Regions from separate parts of the Gossypium hirsutum genome. Here region 1 is linked to region 2. The links are chromatin contacts, called in public Hi-C maps. All regions are on one chromosome and are shown on one strand. The core of a region is the stretch at or near the end of the contact, and the rest is flanking DNA. Distances in the headings are between cores, read along the strand shown.

Region 1 (6,105 bases), core at 3,345-5,844, 290 kb before region 2:
TCTATAACCAAAAATGCATCACACTCATCGTCAGGGAGAATGTGTATTGCAAGGTGGTGGACAACGGTTGCGTGCAGGATTCCTCTATAGAACCAGGCATACAACTGAAGGTTCAACAGTAGGTGCAACCAGAGGTGTATCTGGAAGTGCGGGCCTGTATACTTCCTCCTCCTCCTCATTATCGCCTGAATATGAACCTCTCATGGCCTCTTGGGCAATTGTATTTTCTAGATCGACAGCGTCATCATCTTCCACTATGGTCAATTATTGCGTCGTTCTCGCCGCCCTTCGAGTATTCTTCACTCCCGCACATGGTGGTTGCGACGATAAGCCACTCAGGTAAAATTGTGTTGCGCGCGGTGTTTGGGTCACTATAGGCATTTAACCATAAAGTTCCCAAAATCCTAAGTACATTGACATTAACTGGCTATCGACATTGGCATTGACTGATGTATGGGCATCTACATCGGTGTCATCGTTGGTGGAGGTGCATACGAGGCTTAGCATCGTCATCAGCATGGGGGTAGTATACGGGGGGCATCTGTGCCTCGAAATATGAACCTACTAGAACAGAAGAACCAGCCACGTGCGGCAATGATCTATAGTGCGATAGTGCTTGTAAAAAATACATAGCGCTAGTGAATTGAAGGGGAATAAGTTGAGAGAATTGACGCAGATATTACGTAGCCATAGGTGGTGCATCTTTTGATGGAGCCAATGACGAACTCGCCGGGCGACCGCATCCCTTCCTACATTGTTGTAGCAATCGACATTGCCTCTTTGGCTGAATTTGCCTACTCTTTGCCTCTGGTGGTAACAGATACGGCTTGCCGATGACTTTAAACCATGTCAAGTTATCATCGATCATCACTATGTCTGCCAAGAAAAATGGTTTGCGAGTGATTGTAGATTCCATCCTACGATCCTAAGCTTGGATGTGCTCCTTATGCTTCTCCGCCCAGTCTTCGTCGTTCTTCCTCAGCATGTCCACCTTGTGTAGTTCCTTTACGTCTCGCGATGGCAGTGAAATTCGTTGCCTACCCCCGAACTACCATAGAACCCAGTCTAATTCGTGCATTTCCACTATCGCATACACTACCAACGCCACCTTTACGTTTTATATCTCTCGATTTTCCAACACTTCCAATGGGATGCAAGATATGATCTCGAAGTTGGCATACGACTTCCATTCAAACTGAAAAACATAAATTGTCAATATTGTTATGTACTAATTTTTTTAACGAATCATTGCATAAATATATAGGTTCAAAAAGGATAGGAAATTAACCTCGGTTTTGGAGCGTTGATCTAACAGTAGCCTAACGTCTTCCAACTCGTCAAGCAGTCCGACATAACTCAACCAATGGTTCCACTAGCACAAGCGATATATTAGGTGAAACATATAATAAATAAAAACATTTACTACATAAACTACGTATTTATTGATAAATTATGTTTACCTCATTACCAACGGGAACACGTATGAGTCTGTGACTCTAGGACGTAAAAATAGTATTCACCATCAAGCCCATGACTACAGCAACAACAAGCAACTACCGATCGATATCTTATCCTGTTGTGTTGCACGAGAAAGCTCCCGGTATAACGTAGACAATACGGCAAATCCCCAACTTAGTTTTGTGCATTCACTAAAGTCCATTAGATGTAGAAGCCACCTTATGTGCACCAATTTTCTAGATTTATCAGGCATTAAAATGCCCCTAATTAACCTCATGATGAATGCTCAGGCGTATTGCTGTATGACCACCTCCATTGCATCCTCGGAAAGTTTATTGAAATTTTTCTCCAACTAGTTGGTTGATATTCAACCATCTTCGAACCTATTTGAGACCTTCCCCAACATTGTCGTGCAGAGGTCCACTTTCCCCGAAACCACCACTGACCCTATGATGACTAGCCCTTCCACCGGCAGACCAAGCTGTAATGCTACGTCCTCGAGTGTGATTCTGCACTCGCCGCATAGAAGGTGGAAAGTGTGTGTTTCAAGCCTCCATCTTTCCACCAACAGGCTGATTAATATGGGATCGAGTTTGTAGCCCTCTTGCCTGTGAGACGCACATAAGAATCCAGCCTATTGTAGGTACCCATGAATTTCAGTAATCAAAGGCTCCCTTGTAGTATGTATGAATGCCTCTAGCACACGATCGTCCGCCTATTTACAACATTAAAAAAATATTTAGATTTATCGAAAAAAATTAACATAATTAAAAATAACGAAAATATAAAAATAACCAATTACTGTTGCTATTTGGGCAGCAGAAATATGGTTGTCATCGAAACGGATTAGAGAGGCGTCCATTCTTGAGAAATTGATCCGAACGAATAAAATACGATATAATTAAAAATATATTATTTTTAAATAAAAATATAAATAAAATTTGAATAAAAAGCTTAAGAGAGTTTAAAAGAAGGATATGAATGAAAAAAAAATGAAATTTAGGGGGTATTTATAGGGTTAAAAAAGTAACCGTTATGATTTTTAATTTTTTTTACCATTTGGCACAAACAACAGTTAAAAAGTCATTAAAGTTACTGTTGTGGGAAAGGGCGTCTAGTTGGGCGCGCTTTCACATTCTCTCTCCTAAAACCGGCCTATTTCCCTAATTAAAATAAAAATCAACCTAAAGGCCTAAATAAAAATAATAATACAGCCTAAAGGCCTTATTTTCCAAATTTTAGGATAAATTACATTAATAGTCATCTAATTATGAAAAGTTACAAAATGGTTATCCAATTATTTGATTTTCTTTTTCTTTTTTTAGCCATCCATTGTTAAATTGGTAATGGAAAGATGACATGGCAATTTTTAAAATGGGCATAATAACAAATTTAGCCTTCAACATTTACTTAATTTTTAAAAATTTAGCCCTCAATATTTACACATTTCTTAATTGTATCCTATATTTTACATGAAAATATAATTTAATACACAATGAGTAAACTAGAAATAAAAGCAAAAATATTTTTTTAGAAAAACTTCATCTATTATTAAACTAGACAATCCTCAAATACATTGCTTTCCTTATACTTCAAATGACTAAGAACTTGATATCTCTCAATGAATTAATTTATTTTTTGTTAGCTTGAGTTGACTGCCATTAATGAAGCAAATCAAAGCTTAAAAAAATTATTCTCTTAAAGTTGTTAGACTTACAATTGGATTGAATAAGTGAAGCAGGTATTTTTTTTTCAAGCAATTGAATTAGCTTCACCTTTTTTTCAAAATTTGAGTTGTTTTGTTTCTTGTTGCTCATTGAATCAAACGCAAGGATAATGTCGAAAAGGGTCACAAAGAAAAGCAAAACTACAAAATGATCAAATTACATGTGTAAACATTGAGAGTTTGATTTTTTAGAATTAAGATTAAATTGACACAGTGGATAAATGTTGAGAGTTAAAGTTATTATTATATCAATTTTCTAAAGCTACTGCATTAACTTTTATTAGCCATTTAACGATTGGTGACTAAAAAAGAAAAAAAATCGAAAAGTTGGGTGATCATTTTTTAACTTTTCATAGTTAGGTGACAAAAAAAAGACTAATAATTGAGTGATTACTAGTATAATTTACCTTAAATAATAGGATTAATATATTCGGAGGTACCTGAATTGGCAACTTATACTTACTTGATATCTAAACTTGAAAATCGTAAACTAACTTGATACATTTTTTAGGTACCTAACGAACAGCATTAAAATATGACATTAACTACCAATAGCATATGCCATATGACAATATCATATTTTGACATGTGGCAAAAATTAAAAATATATATTTAAATACGAGACTACCACATGTCACCATGACATTGGTGGTGAGTGATTATATTTTAATAGTGTTAATCATGTACCTAAAAAAAAGTATCAAGTTAATTTATAATTTTCAAATGTAGATACCAATTAAGTCTAAAAATTTAGATACCAAAAATTAATTGCCAAATTCAAGTCCAACTATATATATTAACCCCTAAATAATAATTTAATAAGGTATTTTTATATACTTTAATTTTAAATTTTGATTTGAAACGCTATTCACTCTTCGTAACTTCCTTCTTCTTCTTTTTTTTTCTAAATTATATATTTTGAACGTGAATGTGCATAGATAAATTTAAACCTTTTGAATCTTAATAAATTATAGTATTAAAAATAATTATTTACTTAAAAACTATTACTTTATTTTTTTAAAAAAAATATAACTTATTTTAAAAAATATTTTTTAATCCACAAAGTGCGATGAATTCTAGTTCATATAAAAAAATTTGATATATTGATAATTAAATTTTAGAATTATTCATATAATCATGTTATATGCTTTATAAGAGATCATTGAGACACGTTTTGGATAGAAATAAATAAAATATTAATGACTTTGTCTTATTGATGTGTGCAATGTGACTGTTTTAATGTACAAAGGCTTTCCATCTGTGTGCTTTGTGACAAATTTCCTTAGTGGAGATCGTCATGATAAAAAGCTGGAACCAAGCATTCAGTTTTTGGAATTATGCATTTGGATGCCCAGACTGAAACAAACAAAAAGGCTATTATTATTTTCGTGGTTGGTTTGACCTCGTATTCAGTCATACAGACCTCAGTATTTCACCTCATTATCCATCCAATTAAGACCCACTCAGTATTTGATTGATCATTTCCAGATCCCTGATCAAAGATTAATTGAAATGGAAGGGAGGAAATTTGGGGTAAATTTAGATAAAGTCAGTCAACCAACCATGTTACCTGTAATCCAGCAAGTCCCAGCTAATGATGGTGCCAAGTCACATGGTCCCAACTTTCACAACCTGGAGACTCCCCACTATCCTGGTCACTAAGCAGACCAAGTAAAACAAACCAAGATATTGAAATCCCATGGTATGCCTACGAACACGAATCAAACTCTTAGAACACCCCCAACCCCAAAGAATAAGCTAACATCTTTCTTCATTTAACAATGAATATCTCCAAACAAATTCAACATTACCATAAACAAAGCAGAAGATGATGATACATTGAACAGTTAAAAAATGATCTCTACAGCAACTGTTAAGAATCCGGGCGCTTGAAAACGGTTTATTGTACATGAGCAAGATGCCCACTGAACACATTTGGATGAAACTATATATTGCACAATGCACACTAGATGACTAAAATAACACAATGGAATGGTACATGCTGAGTAAAATGACTATAAACCAACTAGTAACGGAGATTTGTAGGATTGCAAAGTAAAGTACATGCACTTATCTTTCATCGCTTCAGCTTCACTTCCATACTCTTTGAATTTATATTCATCCTGTTTAAAGCTAGGGGGAACTTTGCCCTCACTGTAGCATTGATTACATAGACTAAAATGAGACTTCACTTCCCTAAAGCGAGAACCAATAACTGGGTAACGGCAAACTGCACAAACCCGGCGCCCATGACGGTTCCTATCTCCATTTTCTAACTTCAACAGAGTGGACATGATACCAAATCCCCAATCAGGATCATCGAACATGGTAAGAAATTCATTGAAAGATACCATTGAGGAATCTGTTTCTCCATGAACTTCCAGGATTTCACTAATTCCATGAGAAGGAACATAAATAGCCCTCAACAATTTGATGTACTGTACAGCATCCACCTTTCTAATCTGAGAACTACCCTCATTTACTGGCCGCCATAAGAGTGCATCAAAGGCAATCCTTTTTCGTTTATTTGGAGGTCCATTACAAATGGGAGCAAGAACAGCATAAAAAATGCCCAAGTCCACCCTGCCTGATCCTGTTTCATCCAAGACAGAGAGGATACTCTCGTTTATAGCTTTGACAGCTCCTTGAAAGGTTTCAGGTTTTAGAAAACGAAGTAATCTGCGTAGAATTCCTTCCAAATTAGGCTTACGAATGGATTTCTGAGGACCTCCGCCACCAGAGTAGGAGACTGGTACATCAATTTCATTCATTTCCTTCTTCAAAAGATCTACATTGCAACGGCTCAATCTTGTAATTCTCTGGAAAGCCCTAATTTGAATAGCACTTCCTAAATCCTGCCTCAATGTAGTCTTCTCACCAACAGTCTTGAATTTTGATGGCTCCACTATTACAAAAGCCCC
Region 2 (6,962 bases), core at 2,051-4,550:
TGCATACACAGAATAGGCGAGTAAAGCGATAGAAAGAGGCCCCAATTTCCCCAAGCGGTTAAAAAAACTTTATTAGTTCCAAAATTTAATAACTTTCTTCAATTTGATCTAATATTTTTATCCGTATTAATCTCATAACTTTTCTTAATTTCACAGTGAAATGAGAATACCACATCATGAAAATTTAGTTTGTTTTACATAAAAATTTCATGTGATGAAATAACACAATTTCAAGCATCAGTGCATCACATTATTATTTCAGTAAAAAAAAAAAAAGCGAACAAATTTTGAGACTAAACGTGAAAAGACTAAAAATTCAGAGACTAAAAATTTATACAACCAATGTGCAACAGAACGAAGAAATTGTTTTCTCATTGACGTATCTCTTCGAAATAGTTACAGATGATCCACATGACTAATGGCCAAACCTATTATTATTACCAAAGCAAGAAAACTATAGTATTAAATGATGGTTAACGTTGGAGTGAATGGCTCAGCGATCTTCTCGCTGAACTCTGTTGGGATCACCCATCATATCAATCATCATCTTCTCAGGCGAATCATCCCATGTTGCAAATGTTTTCAAGTCAACCTGTACACACGCAGCTCCCATGCTTAAGCCTTGCAACTCAACATTTACACTTCAGGCGGTTTGAAATTGACTTAAATTTTTAGAGGGTTTTGGTTACCTTTCTTCTTTGCTCAGTAAAAAGTTCTTCTCTTTTCTTGTACGAATCCTGGACTTCCTTTGCAGTCTTACCACCAAGTCCCCATACTTCGACTTCTGCTATCGAAGCTTCTACTGGGAGGAATCCCTGCACCAAATCATTTCAAAGTTCAGTACCGACCTTTCAGACACTCGAGGAAAAACCTCATATCAGTTCCTTTCCATGTTGAAAAAATATAGCAGGTCATGATAGTTAAAATTCTCATGAGGGTTCAGATTAGAAGAGACAAAAGACTAATTGGTAGTATAAACTACACACTGTAGCATCAAATAACAGGTTCATAGGATTCTGCATTTATTAAGAGAACTGGATATTAAAGTTGTATCCTATGCACCTGGTTTGGGATAAGGGAACCAGGTTGGTAAGTTTTGTCCATTGCATGGTGGCGAACGGTTAGTTTTGCAAAATCCTCATCTATAAATATCCTCTCATTTGTAGTGGTTCCTCCAAATGCAATTCCCACTGGCTTTGGATGAGATTCATAAACTCTTCCTGTAGGGTACAAATGACTGTATACATAGTTCTTCTCTTTCCCTGTTAAAATTTTATGATTAATTATATTCACCAAGTCATCCACCGAAAAAGAAAATGGCCCAACAGAAACTTGATTACATAGGCCAGGCAAGGAATGGATCCTAACATCCTCTATGCATGTCCCTTGCCCCCTTCCACAGGCCCCTCCACCCTCCAAGGAATAAAAGACGGACAAAATCTGACCATTGGCATATTTCCTCTTGTTTGATTACATACCTGAAGGTGAAAATACATGGAAGATCGGACTTATAGCATATAGGTTCCCCGAGCTTCCATAGAATGTATCCTTATTTTCGAAACCCTGCTGTGTAAGTGCTCCTATGATCCATTTCCTGGCTTTGTTATTATCCTGATAGGCATCTTCTGAATTAGCAGATATGAGAACAAGTAATGGACCATGATAACCTTCGACATTCGACCAGAATCTGTTCAAGCCTTTTCCATGAGTAGAGGACCTACAAAGTCACAAACAACCGAATAAATACGTAAAATTATTAAGTTACAAACACAGGTTAAAGGAAACCCGGAGAAAAGATGCACTCTTATCTTGAAAAGACTACTAGGAGCATTGACACTTAATGGATCATAACATCAAAGGGGAAATGACAAACCGATAAAGAAGATTTTCATCAGTTCCAACAATATCAGCAGAAAAGCATAACTTCAAAATTTCTTCAGTAATGGTGCTTCTAGGTGCAAGGGAAATCGCCCATGCCCTTCCACGTGTTAAAAGTAAAGCTTGAGATGCGTTTGGAGACATATCTCCTGAAATAGATTCTGAAGATCCTGCTTCATCCTGCAATTCATCAAGCAAAAATACCTAACTAGTGATTCTCACAATTGAATCAATGGATATTCTCATAATAATGGCACATCAAATATGCAAAAGAAAATACATATTAGATGTCAGGTAAACACATACACAAGCAGACACTGAACAACCGAACAATTTTGTTCAGGTCTTACAATGAATTGAAATACAGCACCTCCGCAAGAACCGAGATTTGAAGTCTTCTATTAACATATTGTGTAAGGCAGTCTGAAAGTGTTGGCGCCGTGGTTATTGCCCAATTAAGAAACTTTCCAACGGGAAGTTGAACATCCAAGCCTACTATATCACAATTCCATAAATCAAAGCTGCTATCAACTTCAGCACATGCAACAACAGCAGACAACACCAAATGATTAATAGCAGGCAATAATAGATTCCCTTTCCTTTCAGAAGATTTCAAGGTCCTAACATTCCACAACATAGCCCAACACATCCAAAGAAGAAGAAGCAGATCAGAGGGTACTAAAGACCCATTGATCTTGCAATCAGCAGCATCCGGTTCGAACTCCAAATTCGAAGAAAGCCCCAACTTTTTCACTGCCATAGCAAATATTCTCAACAATATATTAAGAGACATTGATGTAGACATTCTCCCACAGCACTTCATGTAACCACCTAGAAACCCTAACCAATTTATGCCACCTTTTTCAGACAAGAAAAATAAGTCTACAATCGATGATCCCAAGTGATCCAACAACCTAGGGAAAGACTCTGGCTTTTGCTGTGATTCGCAAACTGGGTCTTCGTAACATAAATGAAAACATTGCTGGAACCAATGTAAAAAGAAAAAGAAAAAGAAAAAGAAAAAGAAAAAAGAAAGAAAGGGTATTATCTATTATGAAATGAAGTGAATGGATGAAATTAACGAAGATTGTTGAATAAATTAAGATTACCTGAAGTGCTTGGATGGAGATTGCGTTGGTTTGAGGGTCAGAGAGGTTTGAGAAGGATTTTTGAAGCAAAGGAAGAGCTCCCGTTGAAGCGGCGATGTTTTCCAACTCCCGTTGCTCCGCCGATACCGGCTGCTCCGTCGAAGATGATGCTCCCATTGTTGCAAAAGAAAATAACTCAAAAAGGATTTTTTCTTTTTAATGGGATTGGTTTCTGGGAGATTCAGGATACTTGGAGTGGCTTTTCGTCTCTCCGAAAGGCCATTCAGCGCCAAATAACTCAAAAGGACCTAAAGCGCACCGTTTTTATTCAATCTTTCTGTGAAATGTTCTTACTTTATATGTATAAATATTTTTATTTTTTATGAAAATAATGTAAATATTATAAAAAAGAATAATATTTATTAAGGTCAGCAAATACCATCATTCGAAAGAAAAATTGTGCATGGTATAAAAATACAAAATCTATAATATATTAATTAATTTGTTAGACAAAAATAAAGTGAAGGATACACCGTTAAAATAAAATTACTAAAAAAACATATCTAAATATAAACAACCATTCTCTAGATTTATTCTTAACGGGAAAATGTTTTTTTTTTTACTTTTTTATTAATTTATATTTTTTAATTTTTTAATTTTAATTTATGTTTATTACGTATCATGAGAAGAGTTGTTACTTATTATAATGTGATTGACTGCTAGTATCATGTGATCAATTTTTAATGGTGTTACAGTAAAATACAAAAAATGTGACTAAATCTAAGTTTAAGTATAATTAAATCTTCAAAAAAAAAATATACAAGTGATTAAAGACCTTCCATACTGAGGATTGCAAAATAAGCCTAAGCCATTGTTATTCAACTTTTGCAACTCAAAACCAATTACTTCATTGAATATGTCAAAATGATAATGGTGTTCTTTTCTTATCTAACTTTGTTGGTGTTGTTAACGTCTACTTTCAAAATATTGTTCATTCAAAATTAGGAACACTCAAATCACGTTTTTCACAAAAATGACAACACATCTATAAGCAAACTAGTCCACCATTTTCTCTTAAATTCTGAATGAACATCTTTGTACTTGAAACCAAATTCATGGCATTTAAAATGCTTTGAGATTTTTGTTGCAAAGCTTGGCGTAGTATATCAATAATGCCCATGGTCTCTTTCATCAAATGCAAAATAAAAATGAACTCAAATGATTGAATTAACTTGTATGCAATACTAGCATCCCCTCATTGAGAATAAGTAGATCATTCAACTTTAATATTTTTAAGCACAGAATAAGTTGCATAAAAAATTGTTATAAGACTGCATATAGAATAAAAATGAGAACCTCAATGAGTATCTCTAGCTTGTTTTAAAATTTGATTTGCACTTTTTTCCAGTCCTAAGCTCATTAATAACTAACATGCTTGCAATTTTAGCTTCTTTGGCAGCATGTATTTTTTCATAACATTTGCAAGAGGCATCAACAAAATTGATAATGAAACTTAAATTATTAAAAAACTCATGAACATAATGTACCTTTCTAGATGTAGTAATAAAAGCCAATTGTAGGCAATGAGCTAAACAATGCACATAATAAACTGAAGGAAAATCATTGAGAAATAATGCTTGCAATCCTTTCCATTCCCCGCGCATATTACTAGTCCCATTGTAACCTTAACCACAAATATTCTGAACATCAAGACTATTACGAGAGAGAATAACACATATTTCATTCTTAAGAGTTAATGATGATGTATCTTTAACATAAGTAAGGTCGAAGAAATGCTCCCTAATAAAGCCATCTCTATCAACAAATCTCAAAACAAGAGTCATTTGTTCTCTTTTCGATTCATCACGAGCTTCATTAACAATGATGCAAAATTTTGAGTTTCCAATATCTCTACGAATCTTCTTACAATCAAGTGTCTCATCATAACCTCTAAAAGCACAAGCTTGAAATGCAAGTCATTACATACAATCTATAGAAGTCTTAACTCAAAATCTATTATGCAAACCTTGTTGTAAACTTTATTGATGCATTACTTTGCCAATATGCCCAGATTTCTTCATCAAATCCACACAAGATTTCATGGTATTATTATGTGGTGAACAAGAATCATTCTTAATGTGATTAAGAAATGCACAACTCTTTCCAAAATTAACTTTTTTCTATAACACCTCTAACCCGTATCTATAGCCGAACTAAGGTTAAAGGCGTTACTTGACGAATCGGAACATTTTATGAATAATTCATAAACATCATCATAATCAAACATTACCATAGAGTCCCTTATATAGGTCATCAGACCTTAAACATGCATTAGAAAAGGGTTGGGACTAAACTGAGCTCATACAAAATTTTTCAAAACTTAAACATTTTTCAAAGTTGTACAGGTTACATGCCCGTGTGAACAGGCCGTGTGCCTTACACGGCTTTATACATGCCTGTGTGTCTAGGCCGTGTCAAAACAAGGCATACATACTGACTTGTCCACACAGCCACAAGACACGCCTGCGTACCAGGCTGTGTGAAAATTAGGGAGGCTACTAACTTGGATCACACGACCAGTCACACACCCGTGGGTCTAGCTCGTGGTCAAAATTGACTTGGCCACACGGCCTAGTACACGCCTGTGTGTGCGACAGTGTGGTCTGCCCAAGCTTTTTTTGAAATGGCCCTCGAGCAACACGGCTAAGACACACGCCCGTGTCCCTGCCCGTGTGGGCAAAAATAGGCCATTTACAAGGCCAAAATGTCACCGATTAAGGGTCCTCCCTAAAAGAAACAAATAAGCATCAATTGCATACCAAATGTTCATCTATTTCACAACCAATTTCAATCACAAAACATTCATCATTCATGCCATATCTTTGACAACAAATTAATGCTTGTAATATATACCAAAACATGTCATCCCATAAGTCAAAGTCATACCAAAACATATGATTTCATAATCTCTAATCATATAGTCAAATCATGCCAAAACATTACCAAATTCCATACTAAGCACATTCCAAAAACTTACCAAATTGACCAACTCTCTTGACTATCCAAAACACTTCACATAGATAATATTACATCACATAATTCATACCAAAAACTCATTTATATACACAACTAAAACCAAGCCAAATCACATGGCTAGATATATACACTTCACAATACATATTCAACTACTTCTAGCCTATACAAGCCATACTCCCATATTTACACTTTCAAAATGTACCAAAATAGAGTTGGATAGTGTGGTGATGATCCTCGAAGATCCCCGAGCTCCCGGTAGCTACGATATCTATAAAACAATTGAGAAACACACAAAGTAAGCTTTCAAAAGCTTAGTAAGCCATATACAAATAAACTTATCATTTAAAGCATATAAACAACATAAAATACATATGTTTCATAGCCAAATACTATCACAAATCACATAATTCATATACATTTCTCATATTTTCATTTCATTTGCACATATAGTATATTTTCTCATACTTATATCACATATCAACAATTTCACATGTACTTACCTTTTATTCTCAAATATAGTGTACATTTCAAAGTACCTGAATCGGATACATAATTTATATATTCATTCTTTTCACGGAATACCCGTTGAATTGTTCGGAATCATAAGGATACGCGGATAGCTCAAAAAACTCATACAATTCTGATGTCCCAGACGTGGTCTTATATGTAATCAAATATCAATGCCACTGTCCCATATAAGGTCTTACACGAAATCAAATACGATGCCAATGTCCCAAACGTGGTCTTACACGTAAATACCAAATCGATGCCAACATCCCAGACGTGGTCTTACACAATAATACATATCAGAAATCCTATGTCATGACATATGTATCCTAACTATTCCTAATGTAACATCCTGAATTAGGGCCTAGTCGAAATAGTGGTTTCGGGACCACAAATCCTACGTAAGAAAATTTATTTTTATTGTATTTTTATGGTCTATGATTTCACGGAATG

Evidence for each region. Hi-C and Micro-C count contacts between places; a contact is called where the count stands out from the background.
Region 1: a contact with region 2 is called in a Hi-C map of leaf, with 2.2 times the contacts expected there. The contact joins the enhancer-like site here to the promoter of LOC121230916 in region 2. A contact is called at or near these places in 5 of 34 Hi-C or Micro-C datasets (callus, hypocotyl and leaf).

What each region holds. Positions count from the first base shown.
Region 1 is chrA01:23,152,345-23,158,449 of Gossypium_hirsutum_v2.1, reverse strand. It overlaps the pseudogene LOC107918004. Among protein-coding and RNA genes, the nearest start is that of LOC107918013, 130 kb to the right of the region's middle. Within about 2 kb of position 4,594, at least 6 of the 9 cell types and tissues checked have an H3K27ac peak or open chromatin away from gene starts, as enhancers often do. A contact at or near this core is called in leaf, where this site is marked.
Region 2 is chrA01:22,858,174-22,865,135 of Gossypium_hirsutum_v2.1, reverse strand. It overlaps LOC121230916, which reads right to left and starts at 3,300. Exons shown (of 7, transcript XM_041116465.1): 1 at 2,988-3,300; 2 at 2,249-2,860; 3 at 1,874-2,058; 4 at 1,479-1,717; 5 at 1,063-1,262; 6 at 690-815; 7 at 346-592. The coding sequence starts at 3,143. The coding sequence ends at 494.